Regions from separate parts of the Sus scrofa genome. Here all the other regions are linked to region 3. Evidence: chromatin contacts called from public Hi-C and HiChIP or PLAC-seq data. All regions are on one chromosome and are shown on one strand. The core of a region is the stretch at or near the end of the contact, and the rest is flanking DNA. Distances in the headings are between cores, read along the strand shown. Region 1 holds the start of HS3ST3B1 (heparan sulfate glucosamine 3-O-sulfotransferase 3B1). Region 2 holds the start of COX10 (COX10 homolog, cytochrome c oxidase assembly protein, heme A: farnesyltransferase (yeast)). Region 3 holds the start of HS3ST3A1 (heparan sulfate glucosamine 3-O-sulfotransferase 3A1).

The links. Hi-C and Micro-C count contacts between places; a contact is called where the count stands out from the background. HiChIP or PLAC-seq counts read pairs in DNA pulled down with a chosen protein or histone mark.
Region 1: a contact with region 3 is called in a Hi-C map of fetal skeletal muscle, with 2.9 times the contacts expected there. The contact joins the promoter of HS3ST3B1 here to the promoter of HS3ST3A1 in region 3. A contact is called at or near these places in 2 of 5 promoter capture datasets (fetal skeletal muscle and liver), 12 of 47 Hi-C or Micro-C datasets (embryonic fibroblasts, epiblast stem cells, fetal heart ventricle and 6 more) and 2 of 2 datasets of contacts at active chromatin or transcription factors (alveolar macrophages and skeletal muscle).
Region 2: a contact with region 3 is called in an H3K27ac HiChIP or PLAC-seq map of alveolar macrophages. The contact joins the promoter of COX10 here to the promoter of HS3ST3A1 in region 3. A contact is called at or near these places in 1 of 5 promoter capture datasets (fetal skeletal muscle), 2 of 47 Hi-C or Micro-C datasets (embryonic fibroblasts and fetal skeletal muscle) and 1 of 2 datasets of contacts at active chromatin or transcription factors (alveolar macrophages).

The regions. Positions count from the first base shown.
Region 1 is chr12:58,125,195-58,130,069 of Sscrofa11.1, reverse strand. It overlaps HS3ST3B1 (heparan sulfate glucosamine 3-O-sulfotransferase 3B1), which reads right to left and starts at 3,593. Exons shown (of 2, transcript XM_003483118.4): 1 at 2,474-3,593. The coding sequence starts at 3,567. It overlaps LOC106505533 (a long non-coding RNA gene), which reads left to right and starts at 3,705. Exons shown (of 2, transcript XR_001300053.2): 1 at 3,705-3,863.
Region 2 is chr12:58,009,492-58,013,981 of Sscrofa11.1, reverse strand. It overlaps COX10 (COX10 homolog, cytochrome c oxidase assembly protein, heme A: farnesyltransferase (yeast)), which reads right to left and starts at 2,151. Exons shown (of 7, transcript NM_001244626.1): 1 at 2,030-2,151. The coding sequence starts at 2,072. It overlaps LOC106508625 (a long non-coding RNA gene), which reads left to right and starts at 2,473. Exons shown (of 5, transcript XR_002336855.1): 1 at 2,473-4,490.
Region 3 is chr12:57,728,305-57,732,821 of Sscrofa11.1, reverse strand. It overlaps HS3ST3A1 (heparan sulfate glucosamine 3-O-sulfotransferase 3A1), which reads left to right and starts at 2,122. Exons shown (of 3, transcript XM_003483116.4): 1 at 2,122-3,422; 2 at 3,425-3,830. The coding sequence starts at 2,168.

The DNA of each region.
Region 1 (4,875 bases), core at 2,344-4,843, 400 kb before region 3:
TCTGCTGCCTGATTGCACAGACGGAGCGGGAGCGGCCCAGGAGCGCGCCTCTGGCGAGCGGCAGAGCTGGGCCTGGCACACGGAACTCCGGAGGGAGTGGGTGGCGAACGGTGCCCCCTGGAAACCAGATTTTAGCAAAAAATCTCCTAGGTCAGCTTCTTCTCCCAGTGTGGTCTGTTTTCAAAGTTAACGGCCACCATCAAAATAATTCAGTTCAACCATTTGCCTAGACACCCGGAACATTCCAAATTAATTTAAAAGTTTTGACTGAGCAGGGGATTTAAAAGATTCTCTTTTTTCCCCTTTGAGGGGGAAAAAAAAAAAATCCACCTACCCTGCGGCCACGCCCGGCGGGGCGAGCTGCTGCGTTTGCAGTTCGCTGGTCCCGCCGCGCGCTCCGCGGTGTCACCGCTTGGGCCTCCCGGGCGGGGTGAGTCCTGCTGGTCAGTGTAGAGAGGTGGCTCGGGACGAGGATGCACTTCCCGACCCGGCGGCCCGGCCAGGCCCGGGGGCCTCCCAAGCCCAGCCTCCCCGCTGGCCGCTCGCACGGCGGCCCCGGGCACTGATCCTGCCCGAAGCTCCCGGGCAGCGCTCCCTGCTTCAGGCGCGCGGCCAGCCTTTCCAGCGCGACTTCAGCGTTTGTGAGTCAGTCAAAAGGAACCGGGCAGGAGGACGGCGGCCGCCCGGCAGGTTGCGGGCATCTTCCTATGGGGATTTCCACAGCCCGCCCCAGGTGCTTCTAGAACCGCCCGACGTTAAGGATTCAGTTCTTTTCCGGCCGGTCCCTCCCAGCCCGGATCTCAGCGCGTCCGATCTCAGAAAATCCCGGGCTGCCTCCGGCCTCCGGTGGCTTCTACCCGAAGGGACGCTAGTTACAGCCTGCCACCCCCGCCCCCGGAATCGGCATCCCAGGGGGAGGAGGAGCGGCGGTGGCAGAAGTAATGACAACAATACAATCGGTGACAATAGCTGGCAATTAGGCCCCCCGCCTGCCAGCCAGGCACCTGACCGCGCCGGCGCAGTTGCTCCTCCCCAGCGCAGGAGAACCGCACTGCCCACTGCCCAGATGAGAGCACTGAGACCCGCGCGACCAGCGAGCTGCCAGGGCTGGGTCGTGCATCCCGGCCAGGGGATCCAGAGCCCCTCTGCGCAACAACCGGTGGCCAGGGCCCGGGGACGGTAGAAAGGGCTGACTGTCACGGCTGGCTAAACCTCGAGACTTGGGCAACTCCGGACAATAATAAAAACATTAGGACAAAAGGGAGGGGGAGGGCGAGGCTGGGAAGAGAGCGGTTTTAATCCGCTCGGTCAGCCCCCTTTTATCTTCCAACCTCTCCCGGTTCCCAAAGCGGGGATGGGGGCAGGGAATGGGGTTCAGTGTGGCTCTCCCCTTTTGTTTTCCGAAGTCTCCAGCCTCCGGGAGGCTAATTGGGCCTGGAGGGGTGCCTGGGACACGAGGGAGTCAGGCTGGTAGGGGTTGGAGCGGGGGAAGGGATGGGAGCCAGTGGCCAGGCCCCGGGTTGGCGACGAGATTTCCGAAGGGCTGGAGCCTGGACCGCCTGCCCACCCGCGCCTCACCGGAAACTCGGCCAATCCAACAGTTCACCCTAAAGACTCCAGGAAGCCTTGGGCAGAGGTCGGGGTTATGCCCCCGGGGGCCGCTGTCTCTTTGGAACCCGACCCCCACACAACTCGACCCGAGAACTGAGTTTCCCGAAGCCCCGAGCTCTGGGCAACCTGCATTTCCCAATCAATGGCCCCAAACACTCTTCGCACCGCACGTGTCGAGGGCCCGCGGGGACCCCGTCCCCGCCCCGGCTCTCTCGGCACCGGCCCGGGCCGCGCGGGGGAAGCCTTCAGAGCCGCGCGCCTCCCTCCCGCCGGCTGCAGTGCGCGCCTCTGCCCGACAGGGACCAGCACAGCTCCACGCGCCGCGCCCGCCGGGCCGCCCGCCCGAGCCCCGGCTGCCCGCCCGCGAAGCCGGTCTGCGAGCGAGCAGACGCCCCGCGGCCTCCGCCCCCACCCGTCCCCATCTGGGCAGCAGAGGCTGCTCTGGGAGCTGGTCCCGGGGCGGCGGCGGCGACCGGCGGGGCGCAGACGCTCCCGGACCCGAGCGGAAGCGCCGGCGGGATTCGCCTGGGACGGGGCCGCAGTCAGAGGCTGCGCGCTTCCCGCAGCACCGTCCCGGTCGCTGCGCCCCACGCCCGCCCCTTCTTTGAGGAGGGACCGCCAGGTTCGGTCTAGGGCGCTGGGGCCCCTGACCCGCCAGAGCGCTTCCAGAAGTTTCTCCGGGCGGTGGGGAGCGCGGCGCGCGGCGCACCCGGCACCGCGCTGAGGGCCAGCGCCGCGCGGCCGAGGCGGGCCCCCCCGGCCCCGGGGTGCCAGGCTGGGCCCTGTCACCGCCCCCAGCACGTGCCGCGTCCCCTCCTCTCCCCGTCGCGCGGCCCGGCCCGGCCGTGCCGGGGAAACTCACCGGTACCAGGCGAGGCCCTTGTCGTAGCTGCGGTCGAAGAAGTGGGGCTCGGCGCCCACGGCGCGCACGTCGGGGTGCACGCGCAGGAACTCGAGCAGCGCCCGCGTGCCGCCCTTCTTCACGCCGATGATGATGGCCTGCGGCAGCTGCTTGCTCCCGGACCCGCTGAAGAAGGTGGAGATGGAGCTGGGGGCGTCCGGCGCCTCAGGACTCCGCTCCTCTTGGCTCGCGGCGCCCTCGGCCGTCTCCCCGCCGGCCGCCAGCGGGGTGGCAAGCGCCGCCGGGAGCCGCTGCCTCGGGGGAGGCCCGACGGAGCCCGCGGCCAGCGCCGGCGGGGCGTGGGCGGCGCGGGACCCCGAGCCCAGCAGCAGCAGCCCCGGCGCGGCGGCGCACGAGCCGGCGCACGAGTACAGGAACATGTAGAGCCAGACGCAGAGCATGGCGAAGAGCAGCGCGAGCTTCCTCCTCACCGGCGGCGGGGGCGGCGGCGGCTGCTGCTGCAGGAGCCGGCCGGGGACATCGAGGCAGGATCGGCCGCCGCTCAGGCGCTGCCCCATGCGCTGCCCGCGGGCGCGGCGAGGGGCATGGCTCAGCACATGGCGCGGGTCCCGCCGGAGCAGTGAGCGCAGAGAGGGTTCCCTGGACGCCGGGTGGTTGGGCTTATTGCCCCCGCGCGCCCGCGGCCGCCGCTGCTGCTGCTGCTTCTGCGGCTGCTCTTCCCCAGGTGGCGGCGGCAGCTGTAGCGGCGGCGGCTTTTGACATGTTGCCCTGAGGAGCCGCAACTGGAACGAAAGTCGGGCGGCGGCGGCAACTGCTGGCCGGGGGCTGCTCCTGTGGCGCGACGCCGCGCTCGGGGCCAGCAGAGCACCGCACCCCCGCGCCCTGGCCCCTCCACACGGTGCGCAGCGCACGGCCGCTCGCCGGGGCTGCCTCCTCGCGGTCCAGAGAACTGAGCCCTGAGCGCAGCCCCGGCGCTTCCCCGCGGAGGCTGAGAAGAACTGCGCAGGAAGAGAGCCGCGGACCGAGGCAGAGTGGGCGGGCCCGGCCACCTGGAGTGACAGGTCTCTCCACCTACCAGAACCCCGGAGCGCCATGCAAATCCAGCAGCTTCGCTGAGGGTAAGGCAGCCAACCAGCTCCCAGAACGTGGGGGTGTGGAAAGGGTTTGGGGCGGTGGAAAGCAGTCAGGGGTTTCTATTGGCTGAGAGGTAAGGGGGGCTCAGAGGGGCGGAGCCAGAGGCTGGTGACAGCAGCAGCTGGTAGGAAGGATGCAAGAGACCCAGCGCCGGGAGATCACCGACCCTCCGGGCGCTGCGCTCCAGGTCCTGAACTCACTTCCGCGCTCGCTCCCCAGGAGCTAGTCTTGGATGCAGTTGCCCGTGTGTGGGGATGTGAGTCCCCATCCAGATGTTTCACGGGCGGAATCGTGGTGTGCCTGTTAGAAATAGGAAGGACAGTGGAGGAGCGAGAGGCGGGCCGGAGATGCCCGCCCACTCCACGCCCGGACTCCAAGGGGGGCCCTTCCGGGACTGGCACCGGTTTAGGACGTTTAAGTGGAAATCCCTGTCAGCTTGCTTGCTTTATTTATTTATTTATTTATTTCCTTCTTGTTCTTTGCCAGGAGTTGATCTCCATCTCCTTCTCCCTCTCTCGCTGCCTGTTAAAGGCGGTCGGTGTTAACTATCTTTAGAAAAAATTCTTCTCTCGCTTCCCAAACTCCTGAGGAAAGAGAGGTCGGGAGACATCAACACAGGGGTAAAGGCTGGGGAAAAGTTTTCTGGTCGAAAAGTGAGTGTGAGAGTCACGTGTAGAAAGTTTGGTCCGGATACGTGTGTGTTGGAGACGTGAGGTGAAAACAATGCTCCCACACCCTTCCCCTGAATAAATATCAAAGCCAACATTCACCTTCATTTAGGAGATGGTTTGATTTGCAGGACCTGTTACACGAATTATTAGGTGGTGTTTTTTCCCAGCGGTGTTGTTTTCTAAGTCAAACGTCAAGCCCAGAGCAAATCGATCCTTGAGTGGCACTTAACAAAGTCCACTCCAAGCCGCTCTCCCGGTTCTCCTCCGCAAAGTGACCCGCCCTAGTGTGGCGGGGGCTGCATTCTTGCCCCGCGTTCCGGTAGGAAGCTCCGGTGCTCAAACTCACCCCGGTGGCACTCAGGAAGCTCTAGATGCCGGCCCCCCGGACTCGGCCCGGCCAGCGGGCCTCCCACGCCAGGCCCCGTGCGGCTCCGGGACAAAACGATCCTTCCGATCCCGACCCCCGCGCGGCCCCCGGCTGAGCGCAGCCCCGGCTGCCTTCCCCAGTTCGCGCGGGCGGACGGCGGAACCGCCGAGCCCCGGTCCCCCTGCCGTGCTGTCCCTGTGCACCTCGCTCTCCTCCCGAGGAAGTGTCCC
Region 2 (4,490 bases), core at 902-3,401, 280 kb before region 3:
ACCACGCTGCTTCCATGTCAAACTCTCACACAGGATCGTCCACGTAGGTCACAGCAAGTTGTACAGGCCAATTACTAGCAGATATTCTGGTGATTACGTTCATAGCTTCAGGAAGCTAAGCTGTCTACTAATCACTCCCATACCAGCACCAAAAAGATGGATCCAAAAAAAAGACGGATCCAGCAACAAACCACATGAACCAAATGCAGTGCACTTCCTGGGACTGGGGAATTCTGAGTTGTCAGGTGGCATTACCCTACTGAAAGCTGAAAATACAGAGCTGAAAGGCAAAAAGGCAGCTACTCTTGAGGAATGCACATGGGGGGGGGGAACCCTCCCTACAGAGGTGATAATTCAAGCACTACGAAAGGACGAGCTCTCTGAGAATGACTGCCTAAGGTCAGGATCAAAAACTCAGAGTCAGGGATGGTAGAAGGTGACAAGAAGTAACTCAAAGGAATCACAGACCCATGTACAGCAGATATTATCACGACATTGTAAATCAACTATATTCCAATAAAACTTAAAAAAAAAAATCGCAGACCCTTTAAAAAAATGTATCATTATGGAAAATTCCAGTCATGTGCGATAGCACAAGACAATAAGCCCCCCATTACTCCTCCTCCTCCAGCTTCAAAAGTTACCAAACCAGGGTCAATCTTGTTTCATCTACACACCTATCCACTTATCAACTTCCTCCCCTCCTTTGTGAACCAGAAGGGACCTTTGAGATAATCTAGTTGAATTGCCTCATTTTATAGACAAGCAATCAATTCTAGAAAACACAGTTGACATGCCCTGAGAGCACATAAAAGAGACCCATAAAATAAGAACATTATGAGAAAAGAGTGATAAAGGAATTTCAGAGTCACTGTGATCAACACTGCCAGATGCTGCAGAGAGCCAGGGATAGGTGAGGCCTAAAAACGTTTCTGGGATTTAACCAAAAGGGCGTCCCTGTCTTCTACTCATCTCCAGTCTGGACCACCAGCAACACGTTCCTCACACATCAGTCATCATCCTAAATGACCAAGGGCCAAACAATGCCCAACTGCTCCTTGAATAGCTCCATCAGGACAAATTTCATTCATTCACGAATAATTACTGAGCACCAACAATGCACCCAGTTACTGCTTCCGGCACTGGGGACACAGCACTGAAGCAGAGAGACACTGCCCCTGCCTTCTCAAGGTTCCATTAGAATACATGGAGGAAGTACATAATAAAGCGGTTGTAAACAAACAATTACAGATGGTGCTAACTAACCACAATGAAAGAAACAGGGTGATGTGAGAAAGGGGGCAAGGGGGCTCCACTTTAGGTAGGGTGGTCAGGCCTCTCTGAACGGGTGCCACTGGAGGTGAGACCTAGCCAAAGGCCAAGAAGGTTCTTTCCACTTTCAACATAAGAGTTGTGACAGGTCCTTGATGTGGAGGGTTATCAGGGACCACGCGAATGGTGGAAAGACAAAAGTTGGGGGTAGGGGTGGTTATGGCCCGGTGTCGGACGTGGTCATTATCTTTATCACTGTCATCAAGAAGCTTAGTATTGAAACAAGGCTCCAGGGGCCGGGCGGGGCGGGTGGTTAGCACTTCCCTAGTCCTGGGTTTACAAGTGAAACTTACGAGTCACTTACAAACGACTAGGCTCTAAGGCTCTGATAAGCCAACAAAGAGTATGGTGAAGCCCCTCGGTTCTACGCGGTCCTCCCTTCTGCAGCCTCCACTGTCTCTTAACAAAGAAGCACCAGACATCGCCCGCCCGCCCGCCCTACCCCCCGGGGTGGGTGGGAGGGGATGGAGGCCGCGCGGACCCCCGGGACCCCAGTGCGAGGCTGGACCCCAGTGCGAGGCTGGACCCCAGCTCCGCAGCCTCGGCACTTAAGGCTACTCCAAAGCTCACTTCCTCCACGGGTGCCCAGATGACCTCGCCAAGGGCTCCCAAGGTTGCAGCCAGCCGCACCACGGCGTTGCACGTGGCAAAGAGAAGCGAATTCCCCCAAAGTCGTGCCCGGGGGCGGGTGCAGTACCTGTCAGGAGGCGTGGGGAGAGAGTGTGCGGGGATGCGGCCATCACGCACGAGTCGGGCCGCCCCTACTGGGAGCCCGGTGTCCTCTCCCCTCACCGGCTGCTGGGCGCCGCCATCTTCTTTCCCCGCCCTCCCGTGAGAAGAGCGGCGCTTCCGGTCCGTCATTTCCGGCGAGCGGGACCCGGAAGTGGGGGGCTGCGGCGGGAGGTGAGGGCCGCCTGCCTGGCCGGACCCCAGGGGTGTCGGACGGTGGGCAGGGCCTCCTGGGATCCCTGAGGCGCCGGCAGGAGGAGACGCCCTGGGGTCGGTGCCTCCACCTTCCCGTCCGGGCGGTTACAGCTTTCCCGCGTTCGCTGTCAGAGGCAGGGACCGGCGACCTCGGGGGCCTGGTCCCTGAGCCACAGCGGGGAGTCGTCCGAGCATCTCGGGATGAGGAAGGTGCGTGTAGGGTTTAAGACTTCGCGCGCTGGAGCGACGCCTGGGCTCCTGGCTCCGCCTCCTGACCCCTGACCTGTCGAGCGGGTTGCCTGAGCCCCCTGAGCTTGGTTCTGCGGCGGTGCGACGGGGACCATCGCAGCGTACGGTCCTCGGAGGTGGTGGGGCATTAAACGCCGCCGCCTCAGCGGGAAGCCAGCCGGGTGCCAGCCGCGGGCCGGAACCAGCCAGTTGTCCGTGTGGTGGTTGGGAGGGCGCGTCTCGGCAGCCCTCGCGGCCTCCCTCGGGGGGTTTCGGGGTCAGAGGACCACAGTCACAGTGCAGGGGGAGAGCGATCGGCCTTGGGAAGAGAAGCGGGCTGCATAACCGAGTTCGGGAGGGTCGTTTCCCTGGCGTCCGTGCTCAGGCGAGCGACGGCCCTTGGGTTCGTCTCCGCTGACATCGCCCGTCACGGGGGGTACTGAAAAGACCGAGACCCCCTGCTTGTGCAGGCGCCCATAGTGTGCCAGTGGCGCCGGGGGTGGCAGGTAACGAGGCCAGTGTGAAGGGGAGATGGAGAACCTGCCCCAGAAACCCGGTCAAGGTAACAGTTCTGGGTGGGTGGATCAGGGAAGGCCTCGCAGATTGAAATTTCCTATCCCGTTGGAAGGAAATAGATTTTTCCCTGCGAACAGGGCAGGGAAGGGATCTTCCATGACACGATACTCAGATTAAATACTACGTGAAACGTTTCCAAACACCTTTGTAATTCTACATGTGCTTTTATAAACGTTCGGCGTGGACATCCATAGCAAAAGTTCACCTCTTTGGAAGGACTCTTTAAGGCCCAGGTTTTATCTGCCCAGAGTCACCCAGCTGCTGAGTTCCAGACCCAACTGGTACCGCTTAGCAGGTGGTTTCCACCGCGGCTTAAGGCTTTATTCGCCTTGAACGTCTTGAACATCGCAGCCTCTGTGATTTATAAAGCACTGTACTTCAACCTTGGCCACCAGTCAGTCACCCTGGGGCTTTGAAAATGATGGATGCCTGAGCCACCTCCAGACCTATTAAGTCGGAGGGGTGTGCAGTGCATGGAAGGCACCTATAATTTTCTTTTTACAGCATCACAGGTGATTTTGGTACACAGAACTGAGAGTCACTAGATTCCAGGCTTTTTTTTTTTTTTTTTTTGGACAGGACAGCTACGTCTAAAAGGTTGATTCACATGCGTGTTATGTTTTGTGTACTCAGAAAATACGAATTCCTGAGTTCTGTAGCCTTGTGCTAGACAAGAAACTTAGTAGACGTGTTCCTCCTTAGCCAACAGATTTTTTTCCCCTTCATTTTCAATCCTTTCCAAAAATGGGGCCAAGGTAAGTTCCAGTATGTGAATGAATTACAGATTTTTATTTATTGAGAGAAACTGGAATAAATGTTATATGGGAGAAACGCCTAAAAGATGAGTAACATTCTGGCAGGATTGGCCAGGGAGTATATTCTTCTGTCCACTATGTAATTAAGTTAGTCTGTGTCAATAATCCCAAAACATAGGCCCCGGAAAAGTAATCCCTGGAGGTACTTCTGGAAGAAGAGACTTCCATGGCCATAAAGCGATTTGGCCCCTGCCACCCGTAGCTGCAGGGAGGCTGAGGGAGCAGAGAGCAGGACTACAATGATAAACCTAGGCTGGTCACAGTCCACAGTCCAGACATCCTGCCGCCTCAAATCAAACTAAAATGATGTTAAATGGAGAAAAAAGTAGAGAGAATGGGTTTTGGTTAAGCAGCTAAAAGGGTCTGCCACAACTTTGCTGAACCTGTTGTTTTCCAAGTATTTGGGACAACCGTTTTGTGAAATAGCATCAAAACTTGGAAAGTGCTAGCTTTGTGTGTGTGCATGTGCGTGTGCACGTGTGTGCATGCACACACACACACACACACACACACACACAGCCGGACAATTGAGCAAACCATTAGGGGATTAGACTGTTTGTATGGACAGTTTTTCTTATTCTAAAGTGGATCTGACTCCCCGATTTGGAACGATCT
Region 3 (4,517 bases), core at 873-3,372:
TGGGTGACTTTACTTCTAGGTCCTGACAAGCTGTTCTTTGGTCCTTCCTTTAGACGTAGGGGTGGTCACGGCGGCCGTGCCCTCAGCCCAGGGTCATTGCCTGACTTTGGCCTCGGGGCTCCCATCCCTGCGTAAATAAACGTTCTGTAAATAAACCCTCCAAGAACCGTCCTCATTTGAAGGTGCTGTTCCCTGTGGAGATTCTGACAGGTTCACCTGTCTCACCAAGAAACGGCGGCCCCTTCCCTGCCGTCCGGTATGGGAACCATTAGCTCGCGTGGGTGTGGAGCATTTGAAATGCGGCTCGTCCCTGTAAAGCAGAGCTGAACGTGTAAAGCACACCCTGGGGTGTGAAGACTCAGCATAAAAAGGAAGAACATAAATGACCTCAGTAATTTTTATACTGACTACATGTTAAAAATCACATTTTTATGTATATTGGATATATTACTAAAATTAATTTCACCTGTTTCTTTCTACCGATTTTTAAGGTGGCTACTAGACATTTTAAGTCACCTATGAGGCTTGTATTCAGGGCTTGTATTTCATTTCTAACGTGCAGAGCTGCCCTAGAGCCAGATACGGCCTGAATGATCCAAGAACCCTTGTCTCTCACAGGTGGTGGGTGTTTAATGCCCACAGAGAGGAAATGCCTGCGCCGGGGCTGTGAAAGTCAGAAAGCCAGTATCCTGCCACGCTGGAGCCCGGAGGGAGCTCGGGGGAGCACCTTGTCCAGATGAGAAAACGCAAGTATGTTTGCGAACGTTAATGGGATCGCATGTGCTTTCAGGATAACTTTAAGACGGTCTTTTTTTGTTTGCTTGTTTTACTTCTACAAATCAGAGTGAAATACCTAGAGACAAACTTTAAAGTATATTCAAGTTCGTATTAAACCTCAACTGGATCAACCATATCCAATCCTAGGACACAAGGAGGCATGAGAGCTTTGGCAGGACTTGCTGTTCATCCTTGCAGAAGCCCATGCATTGCTTTATGGCGCCGCATCCATCCTAACGAGGTCTTCCCCAGTGTGCAGGATACGTTGGGGTGGGTTCTTCATAAGCAAAAAACCACGGCCAGAAGAGTATTCATCCAGCCTCACACATAGGCCAGTTCCACCTAGGCACAGGGTCAGCACCAACAGGTCCCCCTTGGCAGGTTCAGAAGGACGTCCCTGACCCATCCCGTGTCAAATGGGGCGAGGAAGGCAGGCGGCGAGGTCTGGACACTGGACAGCAGGAATTCCTTGTGTTTCCTGCAGCCCTGACACTGCGGCCGCTGCTGCCGGCCCTGGTCAGCACCCACAGTGCGCCCAGAAAGCCGCCTGCTCAGCTCGCAAGGGTGGGGGTGAAGAAGTCAGGCTGCCACCCACATTGCGGGGCGCCCTGCTGAGACTAGGAAGCCAAGAAATCAGCAACAAATCGGATTGGAATTAGAAACCGCCTCATGCAGGTTCCACGCGCCACCTCCCTCCATTAAACAGCAAGGCGATTTGTATCCCTTCCTGCCCTGCTCTCCCCGAGCGCAAGAAGAGGATGTTGGGTCAGAGAAGGCCGGAGAAAGAGGAAACCGCTGCTTAGGAAAGGACATTTAACTCCATCGCCGAGGCGCGCGCGCGCACGCGCGCACACACACACACACACACACACACATACACACACGTGTACACGTAGAGGCATTCAAAAATCTTCATCAAAAACTGGGCATATGGATTTGGATTCGGAACTGGGGTTTTTTTTTTTTTTTTTTTTTAATCTTAATTTCTCCCCTTATTCATTGATTGGCTCCTTTCCTAAGAGGCTGCTAGCTTTCCAGGTCTTGGGGAACTCTGATCACCCTAAACTAATAATACAAGGGGGGAACAATTAAGAGCAAAAACACCAAACACTGCTGAGGGGAGAGAGGCTTTGCTCCGGAGCCCGCAGTGGACAGCAGAGTAGGTGGGAGGCAGAGCGGCTGCAGAGGAATTCCGTCCGCCCCAGACAAATGGGGGCGTGGCGCGCGGCGCGGTCGCGGGAACAGCCGCCAACCAAACTTCCGAAGGTTTGGGGAGGTGGCGGGGGGGGGGGGGGCGGGGCGGGCGAAGGCTGTAGTGGCCCAGGCCACAGGGAAGCAGAGCGCAGGGGACCCGGAGGGGTCAGGGCTGCGAAGAGCAGAGGCGGAGAGGATGGGAGCCCCTGATGGAGCGCGGCTGGCTGGGTGGAAGTCAGGCCCCCGGGATCCGGCCGCCCAGGCTGTCAGTCAGAGGTCCCGGGAGCGCTGCAGCCCTGCTCGGCTCCAAGGGGGCCAGGCTGCGGGCTGGGGAGGGAGGCGGTGGGCGGGGTGTGGAAGGGGCGTCGCCGCGGTCGCCCCCGCCCTCTCCGATGTCATTGGGCGGCCGCCGCGGGGTCCGCGCCACCTTTTCTCCGTTGCACCCCGCCCTCCCCAACGCGCTCCTCCGGGGGCTGGTCCGGCCCAGGCCGTTGACGTCACCGCCAAGTTTGCTGCCCTCGGAACCCCACGTGTGGCGGCGACGACGGCCTGGGAGGCAGCGGGGCAGCAGCGAGCGCAGTGGCCGCGGCCGCTGACAGGTCCCGCGCAGCCCGGCTCCAGCTCGTCGCTCCCAGGTGGGGCCCGAGAGCCGCCGAGCGGCCAGGCGCGCACGGAGAGGGCGCTGGCTCCCGCCCGGGCAGAGGAACTCGGGGACCAAGCCCCAGAACCGAGAGGGACCGAGGCGGGCCGGAGACCGAGGAAGCCGCGACTGGGAGGCACTGTGCCCGCCGCGGTCTGGAGCGCACGGAGCTCATCGGCCCGGGAGCCGAGCATCCTCTCAACCGGACCGAGCGAGGGATGCACGGTCGCTGAGCCGGGACCCCTGCCGAGAGGCTGCTCTGGCCCGGGGCTGAGACGCACGCCTTGGCCCCCACCACCAAGACCCTTATTCCGTCGACTCTCGGGGAACTGGGGCGCCGAGCGCGGCCCCAGCCTCAGGACTTGGGCGAGTCTAAGACGATGGTTTCTTAAGCACAGCACCGCGTCCCCCTTCCCGCCCCCTCGACCGGTGGCTGGGATCCCGCGAGGGGCTCGGGGAGCCCCGGCCGCCGCCGCCGCCTGGGCAGCGCGCACGGCCGCAGGGGCGCAGGGCGATGTGGCCTCCGTGCAGCGCGCAGGCCCTCTCGGAGGATGTCATGGCACCTGGCGGAGCCCCAGCCTAGGATGGCCCGCTCGCTGCCCGACGTCGCCTCCGGCTAGGATGGCCCCTCCGGACCCGGCCGGCGCCCACCCCACCTTGCCCGAGCCGCTGTCCCGCCGCATCTTCCGGAAGTTCTTGCTGATGCTCTGCTCCCTGCTCACGTCCCTGTACGTCTTCTACTGCCTGGCCGAGCGCTGCCAGACCCTTTCTCGGCCCGTCGTGGGGCTGTCGGGAGGCGGCGAGGAGGCTGGGCTCCGGGTCGCAGCGTCCCGGCTGGAGGCCTGGGAGAGCTGGCGGCGTGGCCTGCGGCCGCGCGGAAAAAACGCCTCCTGCAAGTGCAGCCGTGGCGGAAGCACCGGCCGCCCGCACCGCACGGCGACGGCGAGGAGGCGGCCTGGGAAGAGGAGCCCCCGGGCCTGGCGGGGAGTCCCGGCGGCTCCGGGGCCGGGAGCAGCGTGGCCGAGCCCCCGCCGGGGACCCTAGCCCTGCTCCTGGACGAAGGCAGTAAGCAGCTGCCGCAGGCCATCATCATCGGCGTGAAGAAGGGCGGCACGCGGGCGCTGCTCGAGTTCCTGCGCGTGCACCCCGACGTGCGCGCCGTGGGCGCCGAGCCCCACTTCTTCGACCGCAGCTACGACAAGGGCCTCGCCTGGTACCGGTGAGCTGCGTAGGACCCGGCGGGGACAGCCAGGGCGCGGGGTGCGGGCCGGAGGAGCGCGTGGGACCCCCAGCCCACCTCCCTCCCTGTTTCGTGCGGAGGTCAAAGGGTCGTCCGTCATCGGCCTTAGAATGAGGGGTCTCCTCCTTCCCGGCAAGTGGGTGTTGGCGGAGGGAGGGAAAGGCTGGCCTTCGAGATTTTTTTCTTTAGTCCTTGGGATTCCCTTCTCCCCAAAGAGCCAATCTCGTCGTTTTCTCCGCTCTGGGAAAGTTATCAGCGCCGGTTAGCTTGGGGGGGCGGGAAGGAGGTCCCTCTCAAGATAGAACCCTGTTCACCAGTTACTTAGACATGTAACCTAGTGATTCCTTTGCCGGGGGAGCCTGTTTTAGTTTCTTCATCGGGCGGGCAGTTCCTGTGGTTAACGCGGGCTTTGCCACCGCACATTTTCTTATTATTTTCCTTAACTCTTTGCCATATAATTGTCCGAGGGGGTAAGTAGTGTAGGTCCTTGAACTGTCAGGAGCTAGACTCCAGGCTTTGGGGGGGTCGTTGCCAGAGCACGGTTTAAAGAAGGCTGTGTTGGTATTAACTTTGGGGGGGGCAGGCAAGGAATGACTTGTGTAAAATGCTTTCCCTGTTTGTAGGGAAGAGTACTTTGTCTCTGGCCTGGTAGAAACTTTTCTAAAG